Linked DNA regions of Pan troglodytes: all the other regions are linked to region 1. Evidence: chromatin contacts called from public Hi-C and HiChIP or PLAC-seq data. All regions are on one chromosome and are shown on one strand. Each heading gives the region's core, a stretch centred on a gene start, on an enhancer-like site or on the middle of the called end of the contact. The rest is flanking DNA. Distances are from core to core; before and after follow the strand shown. Region 1 holds the start of LOXHD1 (lipoxygenase homology PLAT domains 1). Region 2 has its middle 50 kb from the start of ARK2C. Region 3 holds the start of KATNAL2 (katanin catalytic subunit A1 like 2).

The links. A called contact is a pair of places that touch in the nucleus more often than the background predicts. HiChIP or PLAC-seq counts read pairs in DNA pulled down with a chosen protein or histone mark.
Region 2: a Hi-C map of induced pluripotent stem cells shows a contact between it and region 1, with 4 times the contacts expected there. The contact joins the enhancer-like site here to the promoter of LOXHD1 in region 1. A contact is called at or near these places in 4 of 7 Hi-C or Micro-C datasets (blood, induced pluripotent stem cells and stem cell-derived neural progenitor cells) and 1 of 1 other capture datasets (stem cell-derived neural stem cells).
Region 3: a contact with region 1 is called in an H3K4me3 HiChIP or PLAC-seq map of stem cell-derived excitatory neurons, with 8 times the contacts expected there. The contact joins the promoter of KATNAL2 here to the promoter of LOXHD1 in region 1. A contact is called at or near these places in 1 of 7 Hi-C or Micro-C datasets (stem cell-derived neural progenitor cells) and 1 of 1 datasets of contacts at active chromatin or transcription factors (stem cell-derived excitatory neurons).

Annotation. Positions count from the first base shown.
Region 1 is chr17:56,505,579-56,510,649 of NHGRI_mPanTro3-v2.0_pri, forward strand. LOXHD1 (lipoxygenase homology PLAT domains 1) reads right to left here and starts at 2,408. Exons shown (of 42, transcript XM_054672174.2): 1 at 2,176-2,408. The coding sequence starts at 2,305.
Region 2 is chr17:56,132,925-56,137,995 of NHGRI_mPanTro3-v2.0_pri, forward strand. No RefSeq gene overlaps it. Among named protein-coding and RNA genes, the nearest start is that of ARK2C, 50 kb to the right of the region's middle. Within about 2 kb of position 3,042, at least 5 of the 24 cell types and tissues checked have an H3K27ac peak or open chromatin away from gene starts, as enhancers often do. A contact at or near this core is called in induced pluripotent stem cells and stem cell-derived neural stem cells, where this site is marked.
Region 3 is chr17:56,765,870-56,770,940 of NHGRI_mPanTro3-v2.0_pri, forward strand. It overlaps KATNAL2 (katanin catalytic subunit A1 like 2), which reads left to right and starts at 1,965. Exons shown (of 18, transcript XM_016933646.4): 1 at 1,965-2,363. PIAS2 (protein inhibitor of activated STAT 2) reads right to left here and starts at 2,030. Exons shown (of 12, transcript XM_054672188.2): 1 at 1,759-2,030. The coding sequence starts at 1,782.

The DNA.
Region 1 (5,071 bases), core at 1,158-3,657:
AGCACTGAGAGGGTGACAATGACAGTACAGCTGGAGCTCAGCATGTGACCACCGTTAGCATCATCCACATTTATAGGCAGTACCCTGCAACAGACAGGAGAATCCATGGTTCCCTTAGAAATGTCAGCGTGGCACCCACCTCCACTTGCTCTTCTCCAGCTATTTTTACCACAGTCAAAATCGGGCAGTACAAGACCAAGGACCAGCCAGACCAGCTGGATTCAAATCCTAACTCTGCTATTTACTAGCTGTGTGATCTTGGGCAAGTTACTTAACTTCTCTGTGCTTCAGATTCCTCATCTGAAAAAAAAGGATAACACATCTGCCTCAATGTGTCATCATGAAGATGAAATTGGTTAACATGAATAAAGTGCTTAACTCAGTGCTTGGTGCATGGTGCATGATCCTATTTGGCAGCATCATGAGATGAAATGGGGCGCTTGCCTCGAAAAAGATATTTGAGGTTCTTGTTGTCCATCCTGTTTGTGACCTTGCTCAAGTCACTTAATGTCTCAGGGCCTCAGTCTTTAACTTGTGAAGTGGTACTGATCTGCCTGCCTTGACTATGCTCAGGGATCTTAAGGATCAAACATGAGAACATTAGTAAAAAGGCTTCTGAAAGGATAAAAAGGAGAACGATCATTATGGCCACACTGACGCATGCAGAGCCCGTAAACAAAAGTCAACAGTGTGCTGCTGGCTGTGAGAGGTTCTAGAATGATCTCACCAACAGTCACGTGGCTGGGGAGAATCACCTGGGAAGCCAAGCACACATGGTGGGGATGCTGCCCTGATGTCTCACCTCCCAGCCCCTCCCCTCACTAGAGGGTCAGAGCTTGAGGCACATGTACTGTTAGAAGGTGGCGGATGCTTCCTTTTTCCTGGGCCCACTTCCTCCTACTACAGCCCCCCCTTCTACCCTTGGAGGTACCCAGGATTCTGTACCTGGAAAGGGGCCACAGCCTTCCTGACCTCAGCTGAGACTACCTCCTCTAAGCCCGGGACTGTGCAGGGGCTGAATGATGAGGCCTAAAGACAAGTACAGCAAGGCCCCACCCTCACGGAGTTTAGGGTGACTGTGGCTGCAAGCCGGACACAGCCGGACAAGCTTTGCAGGAAACAATGGAACAATTATGAATTGGATGTAATCAGGGAACTCATGGTGGACTGGAATCAAGGAGGGCTTCATGGAAGAGATGGGATCAGAACTGGGCTTTCAAAGTGAGGACAGGAAGAGGGAGAAGGGAAGACAAACAAGGCCATGGGCAGGCACAGAGCACACATTCAATAAATACTTGCTGAATGAATGAATGAGTGAATGCATGGATGACTATGGCACTTACGGGGACTGGTGAGCCACTTTGGAGTCAGCACTGAGAATTTAAATGGCTTCAGAGACTAGGCAGGCAGCACTGATGAGTAAACCAGACCTAGTATGAGATGACAGGGAGTGGTGGAGGCTGTGATAAGCTGGACGTCCACAGCCTATTGGCATTCACAGAAAAAAGGATTTCAAAACGCTGGAAAGGAAAAAAACAACTTAAACTGCCGGCCAAAACCAGCTCTAGGGTCACAGTTCACTTCTTTGGTTTACCTGGCAAGGAGTTAGAGCAATTTCAAGCAGGTCTCATGTGGCCCAGAGAAAGATGAGACTAGAAGGACAAGGCCCTGGGGTCCAGAGCACCGGCCGCCTTCGACATATGGGATGGACATCTCCTTGCAAAGCCCCAGGCTCCCTGTCTCCATCAGCCACATTGGGCATAGGATGAGCTGTCAGGCTTCCTCCCCAAGACATCCTTTCATGAGCCCAGCAGTTCAGGGCGCTCGGCCTGATGCAGACCACCTACTCGGGGACCAGACTGGAACGTGGCTTTGGGGATGTTCAGGAGCTGGAGAACATGGGGCCATGGGGGCACTGTGGCTCTAGTCTATTCTGTTCCACTGAGAATCGGGGGCTAAAGGAAAGTTGCTCCACCTGTCTGTACAACAGGGACCCCACCATCCCTGCATAATGCCTGCCTTCTTACTCCGAGGGGATATGGAACGGACACATGGGATAATCAGTGAGAAAGGGCTTGCTCCGAAATCTTAGAATGACTCCCCATAGCCAGGAACAGACCCCTGCCCACCGCAGCCAGCTGCACCACCCGCCCCCCGCAGGCTGGGACCCCGCACCTCTGGCCTTGTAGTACTCGTGTTCCAGTTCCCCCTCGTCGTCCTCCGAGGCGTAGTTCAGCAGCTCCGCTTCGTACAGGGCCAGGAAGTCGATGTCCTTCTTCCTCCGCCTTTTCTTCTGGGGCATCATTCTGCCGGCTGCCTTCTCCCAGCGCTCGCAGGCTCACTGTGCCGCCTCCTCACACCTGCGGGAACCTGAGACCTCCTCCCTGAGCTCTGGCGCCCACGGCCCTCCTGTAGCTCAGGCCTGGGTGGGCCAGAGTGCCCCCTTTTCTTGGCTTCCCCGTGCCCAAGGTGCTGTTCCCTCTGCCTTCTCTGGCTCCTGAGCTGAACCTCAGTGCCTTATCTCTGAACCTCCTGTCCCTGTCCCCTCCCACCACCCTCTGGTGAGCCACCTCCTCCTCCTCTGTACCTGCCCCGGGGCTTCTCTTTGGGCCTCATCACTTATTCATGGCGCTGAGGGCAGGCTGACTTCCTTCCTCTCTCCTCTCCCCACCAGCCCCCTCTCCTCCCTATGGAGAATCAGGTGACACGGAGCCCTTGAAGTCCATTTCCCACCTGGCCTCACAGCCACGGGGTCACCTGGGATCCCTCCAGGCCACCCCAGAGACAGGTGAGGGCTCCTCACCCAGGAGATCTCCCAAGCCTTACAGCCCACACGGGACCCTCCTGAGGAAGGCAGGGCCCCGGAATCAGCCAGGCTCCCAGGACTCAAAGGCCCCCGTTTCTCTCCATTATTCATGACCTCTGATCGTCTTACGGAGCAGGCGGGGTTCTCGCTGGATCCTTCTCGTTCTCTCTCTCTGCTTCCATCTCATCAAGACTGCGGGCTTCCGGAAGTGGCCTCTGGGCACGAGGAAAGCTAGGGCACCAGACAACTCTCCCCGCTCCCCCTGCCAGGTGAGCTTTATATGCACTAAAGTTTAAACATCATCGCAGCCGATGCCCTCCCAGGTGAACTCACTAACTCGATCAGCTCACCACCTGGACTCACGGGAGGGCATCAGCAAGCTCCTACCCCAGGGCGCACAGCCCGGGCTGCACACCAGAATCCCCCAGAGAGGTGTTGAACGCTAATGCGTGGGTCCCACCCCCAAGGATTCTGATTTGCTTGGTTTGGGACGCAGCTTGGGCCCCAGTTTTTAAAGCTCCTGGTGACTTTCATGTGCAGCCATGTTGAGGGTCCCTGCATCGCTTCTCAGGTAACTTAGGTGTGCTAACAGGAGTCCTCTAGAAGCAACACGTGTGATTTTGTCCTCTAAGCCAAAATAGTGACTCTAAAGGGGAATTTCAGGTGGAGAGGAAGAGAGGATTTGGAGCGGACGCCTGAGGAGCAGTCGGCACTCACAGGCCTCCCCGGCAGCCTGGGGCAGCTTTGGTCCTGCCCTGCTCTTTGGAGCCATCCAAATCTTCCACCAGGGGGAGGCATCTCTAACCCCGAACGTTCCTACCCAGGAAAGATCAACCTCCCCTCTTCCCCTATTCAGCTGAGGGGCCGCCCTTGAAGCAGCTCAAAGTCCGCTGAGGACCAGGAGTGAAGTTTAATGGTGGGTGGCGCGCGCCCCCTTCTGGCAATATGTGGTTTACACACCTGGATTCTTCAGGAAGAGACCTTCCTTAAGGATCTCTAGGAATCTACTAAGAAAACTCATTTTACACGAGTACCCATTCAGGGAAAAGATAATAAAACGTTTCTTAGAATTTTTTTTTGAGACGGAGTCTCCCTCTGTCGCCCAGGCTGGAGTGCAGTGGTGTGATCTCGGCTCACTGCAACTTCCGCCTCCCGGGTTCAAGTGATTCTCCTGCCTCAGCCTCCCGAGTAGCTGGGATTACAGGCATACGCCACCATGCCCAGCTAATTTTTGTATTTTTAGTAGAGACAGGGTTTCAACATGTTAGTCAGGCTGGTCTCGAACTCCTGACCTCGTGATCTGCCCACCTCGGTCTCACAAAGTGCTGGGATTACAGAACTTTAAAAGCTGAAATCAAAATATTTTTAGAGAATCCCATGGTACTGGAACACACTGGCTAGGAGGTCAGGGAAATAATTCTATATTATTTCTGTATTATTTCAAGGTTCTCCAGACAGACAGAACCACTAGGATATACAGATCAGTAGATATATGACAGGAGGCTTACTAGGGGCGTTGGCTCATGGGATTATGGATGCCGAGAAGTCCCACAACAGGCAGTCTGCACGTTGGAGACGTAGGAAGGCTGGTAGTGTGGTGGGTCCAAGTCGGAAGGCCTGGGAACCTGGGAAACCCGTGGTGTAATTCTCAGTCTCAGGCCCAAAACCTGAGAACCTGGTGGTGAGTGGGTGATGGAGCAAGTCCCAGAGCCCAAAGACTGGAGAACCTAGAGTTCTGATGCCCAAGGACAGGAGAAGAAGGGTGTCCCAGCTCCAGGAGAGAGATAAAACATTCACCTTTCCTTTGCCTCTTTGTTCTGTCGGGGCCCCCAGCCGATTGCATGGTGCCCACCCACATTGAGGGCACATCCAGTCATGTTGACACCAAAAATTAACCCTCACAAATACCAAGAGTTCATAGGGACATGAGCAGCCAGAACTCTCATACTGCTAGTTGGAGTGTAAAATGGTGCAGCCACTTTGGAAAATAAAGCAAAGCAAATACTTCCCATGTAACCCAGAAATTCCACTCCTTGGTATTTACCTAAGATAAATGAAAAAGGATATCCACACAAGATCTGTATGTAAATGTTCATAGAAGCTTTATTCATAACCAAAAACTGGACACAACTCAGGCGTTTATCACCTGGCCAGTGGGTAAACAAACTGAGGTACATCTGTACAGGCAATAATACTCAACAATAGAAAGGAAGGGAGTCAGGAAACATGCTACAACATGGATGCATCTGGAAAGCACTACGCTAA
Region 2 (5,071 bases), core at 1,792-4,291, 370 kb before region 1:
CCCTCAGGAGCCTCTGCTCTACCTGAGAAGATGAAATGATTACAGACAAAGCCATCGACCACAGCGGAGACAGTGTGGGACTGATGGCCAGGGAAGAATTTGTTTTGGAAATAAAAATGAATTAACATTTTATTTTATTTATTTGATTATTATTATTATTATTTTGTGTTTTGAAACTGGAACTCCCTCTCCACAGCCACGCAGAGCAGAGCCCTCCTGCCCAGGGGCACTTTACCAGGCTCATGATGCAGTCCCGGCAGCGCCCAGCAGAGGCCAACCTAGCTCTTCCCTAGCTCCGTCTCTGGCAGGAGAACGGAGGACTTGCTTGGAGATTTGGAGGCTGTTTCTCTAAGCTAATGTTTTGAAAACTTTATTGACTATGATTCACAGTCAGACATAGATTTTATATCATGAGCCAGTATAGGCTTATGCACATGGATGTTTTGCTGAACAATACTTACTGTCACTACCTGAGTGTATTCTTGTCTATTTCTGTTCAGGTCTGCCAGATTGGGTCATTTAAAAGATGCTGCTTACACCCACTGGCTGATCTCACAACCCACCAATAGATGGAGACTTGTACTCGGAAACCCACTGGGAGTCTAGACTGGGCATGTGGGTCCGGTGGTGGGGGAGAGCTTTGGGGTCACCTGATAAAGGGCCTCCCAGCACAATGGTTACTCCACCCCTCTGTGTTCAGGTTTCCTTGAGGGTCTCTGAAATGGAATGGTAGTAGCACCTACTTGTAGAGTGCTTGTGAAGATTAAGGGGCCGTTGGTGTGAGGCGCTTAGGACAGTGCTTGCCCCCAGGAGGCGTTCAGTTTCTAACTTTTTCCAGTTAGAAACAAGGATTGCTGTGGAGTGCGCAGCCTGCCTGGGTGTCTCGTGGATTCATTGACCCAACCTCTGTTGACACTGGTTACCAAAGATAACAGAGAAAGCTGTGGCCTGGCCGGGGTAGTGGAGGAGCACACAGACAATTAGAATAGATGTGATAAGGGCTTAGGTGGCGATGACCACCGGGTGCTCTGGGATCATTTGGGCACCTGGAGGACTCCTTAGCTCAGCGGCCCCCCCAGTGTGGTCTCTGGACCCACAGCAGTAGCAGTCTCACCTGGGAACTTGCTAGAAATGTATATTTTCGGACCTTAACCGAGATGTATGGAATCAAAGTCTGGGGCTGTGCCCAGCAATCTGTTTTCATCAGCCTTCCTGGTAATTCTGATGCCTGCTCCAATTTCAGAATGACTGCACTGCCTTTTGTTACCAGATTCGTTGCACGTTATAGTCATCTATGGAGCTTTTGTCTAGGGTGCGCCCTGTACTGATTTAATCACAATGTCTAGGAGTGGGAGTCAGGCAGCAGGATTTTTACAAAGATTCCCAGGTAATTCCAGTGTGCATCAAAGTAGGGGAACCACCGCCCTAACCCAAACCTGGACAGTGGGGCACCAGAGAAAGCTTCGTGGAGGGGTGTCAGATAAGCAGAAACCTTAAATGCAGTTGGGACTTGATAGTGAACATACGTTGGAGGGGAATGTGAAGGGCTAGGGGGCCACTGGTGTCCATAGACATTTCTGAAGAGACTATAATCTAGTGTTAAGAAGCTGGACTACACGAGTTCAATGTTCCAATGAGCTATGATCATGTCCCTGTACTCTGGGCTGGGTGACAGAGCAAGACGCTGTCTCTAAAAATAAAGAAGCTGGGCTATGGGAATAAGTCACCTGGGTGCGAATCCTGCTCCGCCCTTACCAGCTGTGTGACCACAGACAAGTCACTTAACCTCTCTGTTCCTCTTCCACACGGGGTTTCCGTGAGGATTAAGCACATATAGAAGGCACTGGTGGGATGGGCGTTATAATCATAAATTGAGCTAAAGGCCCAGCACTAAACCAGAATGTTTTGGGGAGCTTAAGAGTCGCAAGAGATGGCACCAGCCAGATGAGAGGACAAAGCCACAAAAGGCTCTGGACCTAAAGGCACTGGGAAGCCATGGAAAGTGGCATGCATGGGGGAGCCACATGGAGATATGTGTGGATGTGCCAGAGAGCAACAAGGTGGAGGAGAGCAATCAGGGAGGGGCTCGTCCCCAAGAGACGGGGGAGATGTGACAGTGCCTGCCTGCCAGAGAGATGACTGAAGAGCTGAGATGGTGAAATAGGCAGGACTTGGAGACAGATTAGATTAGGTAGGAGTGGGAGAGGAGATGAAGAAATGTCCCTATTTCTGGGCTGGACGAATGAGGTGGTTGTGTCCTGATTTGGGGCACCCTTGCACACCCAGTTCCAGCACCAGGCTCTCTCTGTTCTGTAGACCGAGGCTGGGCCATAGGCATAGTGAGAGGAGCCTGCTGACTCACACTTCCCCCCACCCGACTTCCCAGGAACAATTTGAGTGTTTTGGAGTCATTCGTCATCCCTCGGTTGAAGACAGTGAAGGCCCATCCAGGCAGACTTACTTCTTGTTACTTGAATGTGTCATGCATGTTCCCACCTCCAGGACTTTGCCCACACCTCCGCCTTTCCTCCCTGTCTACCAGAACCCAGCTGTCCATCATCCCCTCCTCCACAACACAACCCTCCTTTAAGGCTCACCGCCTTGAGCCCTCCTGACCTCAGCGATTGTCCTGGAAGTGGGCAGCAGTCATGGATTGCTAGTCAATAGAATGTCAGTCCCTGCACCTGTGGCAACTGAAATATTAAGCTCCTGGAAGCTGAAAAGTGCCTCCCAGGTCTCTGCCCCTCCCAAGATGCCTGGCCTAGTGTTTTGTCAGACAGATGTAGGATGAGGGCCCTGATTGGACTGGGAGGAAAACACAATTCAATTACCAGCCAGGAAGGACTTGTTGAGAATTAGATTATCAGCCCCTGGGGGCTCGGTGGGAGAGAACAAAGGGTGGAAACTTCTCACAGGATTGCCCTCCCTGGGTCTCAGGGAATTGGGTATATCAGTTTCTGTAATGTGGTGCCTCTCCCATCCAGCAAGAGAGGTGGAGACAGCTGGGCTGAGCCCTCTTTGGCCTCTGCCAAATCCCCTCCAGTCAGCTTCTCCCGGTGCCTGGAGGTGGAGGTGAAAGATGACACCAGCACCCACAAGAGGCAGGACCATGGCCAGTGCTCTAGAAAAACCACTTGGCCCCTAAGGACTCCCTTACTGTGTGCCTATGGCCATGTTAGGTGCTGCACAGGACGTGCTAGAAATATTCAGATGGAAGCCTCAGAAATAATAGAAAGCCCCAGAAACAATGCCAGGGTAGAGGAAGTAAGAACTTGGACTTTGGACCCAGATAAACCCAGGTTTGGACCCTGAAATTGTTCACTGTCTAAGGCTCAGTGCAGGAGCCTGAACCTCTCTGAATCAGTTTCTTCATCTGCTAAATGGTCATAATAGCAGCTGTTATTCAAGTGATTAAAACTTTACACACACACATATATATTCAAAAGTATGATACAGTGCTAAGTGATACACGTGATGAAGTATTGTGAAGTCCTTGAGCATGGTGTCTGGCATAGAGCAAGCTCCCAGTATGTGGCAGCTATTACTACTGCTGTTGTTTCATTCTGGTTCTGAATAATTACCACAATTGCAGGAAGGGAGAGTGGTCCTGAATGGCCGGAGAAGGAGACAGGACTTTTAGGATGAGTTCAGAAAGAGAGGAAGGACCAACCAGCCAGAGGGAGCAAAATGTCCCGATTTCCAAAAAGTGAAGAACATGATTCCTGGGATGTAAGCTTAGTGACACTCAGTAGCATTCTAGAATTATTAAACAGGTGGTTTGGGAGCACTTTGCGAAGAGCTGTGCCCATCCTGGAATTAACTCATTAAAATCATGTCAAATCAAACTCCCAGGGACTTGCGTTATCAAATAATTTTGTTTTCTTTTTCTTTTTTTTCTTTCTTTTCTTCCTTTTTTTTTTTTTTTTTCTTTTTTTGAGATAGGATCTCACTCTGTCACACAGGCTGGAGTGCAGTGGCACAATCATGGCTCACTGCAGCGTTGCCTTCTTGAGCTCAAGCAATCCTCCAGTGTCAGCCTCCCAAGTAGCTGGAACCACAGGTGCACACCACTATGCCCGGCTAATTTTTTTCATGTGTGTGTGTGTGTGTGTGTGTGTATTTTGTGTAGAGGCAGGGTTTTGCTGTGTTGCCCAGGCTGGTCTCAAACTCCTGGGCTCAAGTGACCCACTTGTTCTCTCAATGTGTTGGGATTACAGGCATGAGCCACCGTGCTCAGCCAATAATTTTTTTTCATTCACGTCACATATTTATTGTCAGCATCATAGGAAATGCAAAGGGTATCATCACAAGGCACTGAACGAAGTCTCCCATGCTCTCTGTGTGGTCATGAGAAAGTGATGTGTGAACAGGGGGATGTCCCGTTAGGCGAAGTCCATGACAGTGGAAGCCACGGGGCTCTAATCCAGTCACTGGAGGGTCAGAGGAGCACCCTGACCCTCTCTCTGATGGGGAGGGATGGCACATTAGAGAACGTCAGTGGCTCTGGAGGCGCCAGCCATTTAAGAGTGAAAAGCAATAGCAGGACAACAGAGAAGTAACATCATACATGAAATTATTCTTTGTAATAATGGCAGTAATATACATTCATGGTAAGAAATTGGGAAAATACAGAAGATCATAAAGAAGTAACTAAAAGACACCTACAATTCTAACTGAATGGCATGATTTAATAACACGGCTGACAAGAATTACCGGCAGAGTGGAATTTAGGTAATATAGAAGATGGCAAGGGGTTCAGAATTGTTGAACCTAGAAAAGGGGTCATGCTCTCAGTTTTTGAGGAGTCAACAGGCTGTCAGGAAGAATCTGTAGTCTACTGGGTACCATTCGAGGGGGCATGAGTAGAACACAGAGGCTCAGAGAGGCCAATTTCAGCTCATGGACAATGGGAAGAGCGTTCCAGGAAGAAATTCTCCCTCAGGGGTCAGGCTGCCTTGGGAGGGAGGGGAGTGCCCATTCCTGGGAGTATTCAGTGGAAGCTAGTTCTTGTGTCACTTTCTTCTCTGAATGTTACTGAAGATTCCCTGCCCTTCTCTGGCTCCTTTCAATG
Region 3 (5,071 bases), core at 715-3,214, 260 kb after region 1:
GATCCACAAACCAAGAGAGAGAGAGAGGAAGGCAGAAAGGAAGAGAAAAAAAAGCTTCTTTGGTTTCTATCACTTTCCAGTTGCTGGTTGCACTCCAATCTGAGCACGGACTGCTTTTACTCTGCTCTATAAGAGCGAGTAAATTCTTCGCTTTACATTAAGCTTTGGCCAACAACATTCACAAGAGTCTAATAAAAATCCTGGAAAGTTTTCATTAACAACAACAAAAAAAAGAACTTAGAAAACTTGTATACATCTGTTACTACACAAAAATTAAAACTAGATGGCAGGTAAAAATAAATATAACTTCAGAGTTCAGTCTTCTCAACCCATCCTGAATCTAACGCATGAATTTACAGAGGTGAGGCTCAGGGTTCGTTGTTTGAAAAGCTCCACAGGTGTTAAAAGCTCTACAGCTGGGGCTCTGAGCCACTAAAACCCTTAAACTTATCAAGTATGAACACCCTTTACCTACACTCATGGTTCTCTGCATAAACTAGTATGGGGCATAACATGTATTAATATGCGTTTACTGGGAACTTAATAATTATTTTTGAAACAGCAGAAGGGAATATGGCAGGCACTGTGCAAACTCCAACAATCTCCGTTTAGAGCAGAGCATACGTTCTTTTGCTCACGTCCACTAAGCAGGTAACCAGCCAACATCCTTCCCCCATCCCATCTCTTGCGGAAAACAATAAATATACAAAACTGAACCTTTTACCGGATTCCTCTTCCTTATTTGAAAAAGAAATCCTAATAAGTGTTACACAAACGAGTTGCAGTAAATGTAATTTCAAGTTTACACTCATCTCTACCTTGATACATTTTTTTTTTTTAAAAAAATCAGGGTTTCTGTCCGTAAACATCTCATTTATGTCGCCAGTAATTCAGCGATACACACAAATCCATCTCATTCGTCACACTTAGTTAGGACTTTAAAGGTTATCAGTCTGGGGGGAAAAAGTCTCTTCTGTTCTACCCCCATCACAGCCCTATTCCAGACCTCTGCTATACAAGGGTATCAACAATAAAGTTATGATCTTGTTTTAAGACTGAGAAGAAAAAAATATTTTTCCTCAAGAGTAAAAGGGGTGCACAAACCTCACAACATAAAGTTTGCAGATTTCTTACTAAAACACTAAGAAAATATCGAGGTTTAAGGCCGATTATTGAAGGCAGGGATCCCCAAACATTAGGCTCCTCGAAGATGTTAGGAGGCAAGGGTGGGAGAAGGGGCCTTTTCTCGTGACAGACCTGACTAAACGGTAGCATCAGCCATAAGAAGAGGAGAGATTCCTAAACGCAACTTCAGCTTTCAGAAAACAGTCCTCCACCAAGTGAGTAGCATGCAGACTTGTGAATCGCCACAGACACGTACACCCCGGTGAAGGTGCAAGATCAAACGTTGCTTCCCACATCGGCCCTCACTGCGAACCGGGATGTCGGGTCCCCATGTGCCCCTCCTGGAGGGCGCCCCGGCCCCCCGCGCCAGGTGTGCGGACCACGGGCAGCACTCAGGAGCCGGCTCGCCGCGGCCCAGGCCCGCCGCCCCCGCGCCGCCCGCGTGCCCTCCGCCGGCCCGCTCCCCTCCCCCGCGCCCTCGGCGCCCGTTCGTCCGCGGGCCGGGGCTCAGGTCTCCGCCAACCGGCCCCGGAGGCACGAGCAGGCGGCGGCCGGCGACGTTGCGGTTTCCCCACCTCCTCTCCCATCCCCTCCCCCGCGGCCTCCGCTCTCCACTCCCGCACCCCCGCTTACCCTCAACTCTTCGAAATCCGCCATTTTATACCACCCGCGGGCGCCGCCGCCGCTGCCGCCGCACCCACTCCCGCTGCCGCCAACGACGCTACCGCCACCACGGCCGCCGCCGCCTCCAGCACCATCCTGCACTGGGCGCCGCTTAAGACGCCGCGGCCGCCGCCGCTACAGCCGGGCCCGTCACGTGAACGGCGCGGGAGCTCCGCCTCCGACGCGCCGAAGCCCCGCCCCTAGCGGTGCCCCCTGCCCACCCGCGCGACCGCCTTCCGCCCGCGCCTTCCGTCCGCGCGGCGACAGCGCCCGCCCGCGCCTGCCCCGGCGTGTTGCCCCGCGGCTTGGCCCCGCTCGGCCCCAGGTCGTGCCTTCCCTCCCCGGCGGAGGCCCCTGCGGACTGCCTAGAGCTGGGTCGCAACTGAGGCGTTATCCGCGGGCCTGGCCTGGGGAAGTGGCGGGGAGGAAGAAGAGGCGGCCGGGACGCGTGACAGGAGCATTCGGGAAGATTCTTACGGTGCCCTTCACGCGGTGGCTATGGACTGAGAAAGCCGCCGCAAATAAAACCATCCCCCAGAGTAGTTGTGGCGGAATAATCTAAATATGGGTGTTGGGTAAGCTATTGTTCCCATTTAATGGTGAGGTTGTGTGACACCTCTTTGAATTGCTAATGTCCTGCAAGTACCAACCTTGCCGAGTTTTTCTGACTTTGAAGGGCACCTGAAGGTCACGGACTGCAGAGTTGGGAGAGTTAGGCGGTGGGGTTGGGGCGGGGGAGAAGTGAAATAAGAGCGCTCAGAAGGGCCATGCTAAAAAGTCAGGGAAATCTGATAGCTAGGAAGGAGTCAAACGCCAAGGCAGAGTAAGTAGATAGAAGGAAGCTTGATGGCCCCCCCGTAATGTGCTGATAGGATGAAGGAAGATGCTGAGTCAAGATGGCCAGAAAAATCGCTGGACGGTGTCCAGGGTTCAATTTCCTTGAAGAATTGGGTGGAACCCACATACGAAAGGTCTTTAAAACAATGTAACTTTTAAGGCCCTGTTTAATCAGCCTCCTACCTACCGCCTCTTCCCACTACCCCACGTTTCATCCGCACTGCACTTCCAGGTCTTCCTTCCTCTCCCCTGCCCCCGCACCCCGCAAGTTTTGTTTTTTTGAGACGGAGTTTTGCTCTTGTTGCCCAGGCTGGAGTGCAATGGCACGATCTCGGCTCACCGCAATGTCTGCCTTCCGGGTTCAAGCGATTCTCCTACCTCCGCCTCCCGAGTAGCTGCGATTGTATTTTTGGTAGAAACGAGGTTTCTCCAAGTTGGTCAGGCTGGTCTCCAACTCCGGACCTCAGGTGATCCGCCCGCCTCGGCCTCCCAAAGTACTGAGATTACAGGCGTGAGCCACTGCACCCGGCCTCCCCTCAAGTTTTAAGGCTTCTAAATGTTGATCCTTGAACCAAGAATAATTTCCCACTCTTTTCTTTGTTCCTAACTCCTGTTCATCCTTCAGGTTTCACTTTAAGTGTCACTTCCTCAGGAAGACCATCCCTCACCCACATCCCACATTTTAATTCAAATTCCCGTTATGACCTCTCCTAGGACCCTGAACTTTTTCTTCCTGAGATGTCTCCATGGTAATTATGTAGGTATTTGTGTAATTGTTTATTTGATATATATGTGTGTGCGTGTATATATATATATGTGTGTGTGTGTGTGTTGTGTATATATACACAACACACACACATATTGTTTTGGCCAGGTGCAGTGGCTCATGCCTGTAATCCCAGCACTTTAGGAAGCCGAGGCAGGTGGATCACTTGAGGTCGGGAGTTCCAGACCAGCCAGGCCAACATGGTGAAACCCTGTCTCTACTAAAAATACAAAAATTAGGCCAGGAGCTGTGGCCCACGCTCTAAATTCCAGCACTTTGGGAGGCAGAGGCGGGCGGATCACCTGAGGTTGGGAGTTGGAGGCCAGCCTGACCAACATGGAGAAACCCCGTCTCCACCAAAAATGCAAAATTAGCCAGGCGTGGTGGCGCATTCCTGTAATCCCAGCTACTCCGGAGGCTAAGGCAGGAGAATCGCTTGAACCCTGGAGGCGGAGGTTCCAGGGAGCGGAGATAGCGCCATTGCACTCCAGCCTGGGTAACAAAAGCGAAACTCCATCTCAAAAAAAAAAAAAAAAATTAGCCGGGTGTGGTGGCACATGCCTGTAATCCCAGCTACTCGTGAGGCTGAGACAGGAAAATTGCTTGAACCCAGGAGGTGGAGGTTGCAGTGAGCTGCGATCGCACCATTGCACTCCAGCCTGGGCAACAGAGTGAGACTTTGTCTCAAAAAATAAAAATTATTATTTTAAAATTTTATGTTAAAAAATTGTAAACCCACTAGACTATAATGGCTGATAAATGCCTAACAAATAGTTGGCCTTGTATTTGTTTAATGAATAAAGGAATGAATGAACAATGTCCAGGTTCTAAATCTGTCTCTCCACCATTAACTTTGTGACCTTAGCTTGGCTTATTCTTACTCTTGATTTATTCTCCGTAGACCTTGATTTACACCTCAGTAGAATTTAACATTGTTTAGTAGGCGTTAAGTGAATGCCACTGTGGGAGGAGTTTTCGGGGAATAGACGAATAGAGTACAATACAGCCCTGCCACGGAGGAGCTTACACCCATAAAGAGGACCAACATAAACACAAAACAGTAAGAAAAGAAAAGCAAAGCCCCACTGAAACTTATGTGCAGTGTTCTTTGTAGTTGCTTCCCAGCATTCATTCTGCCCCTTCCTCAATGTGTAGCAGCTCCTGGATGGGTTGGGTAGGTTTGACTGCAAAGAGTTCTAGGTGCTGCCCTAGACTGGCCTGAGTCATTAAGGACTGTTATGTCATTCTGGCCACAGTATTAGATCACAACTGGGCATATAAATCTGATTAGTACTGAGCATTTATAGGCTTTGCCAAGTAGATCAAGTGTGGACCCGTGCCCTAAGGTAGGCTAATCACAGGGAAGCCTAGGACATTTATTCAGTGATTAGAGATAAGACTTTCTGGCATGTGGAACACTCGCCATTTTGCTACAGTGAAGAGCCAACCTGAGAACCAACCCTTCTTGTGAGCAGAAAAATCACACACACACAAAATCTCAGCATTGACTTTGATACTCACTCTGCCTCTGTACTGGCCAGTTTTCTTGAGCCAATGCCTTTCTTGTAAGGTTTTAGATTGTTTGAGTTGAGATTTCTATTAGTTGCAATAGAAAGAATTCTGAAATAGGGTGCTACTTTGTCTCACCAGACCAGATTATTAATTTGGCATTTTTTCTAA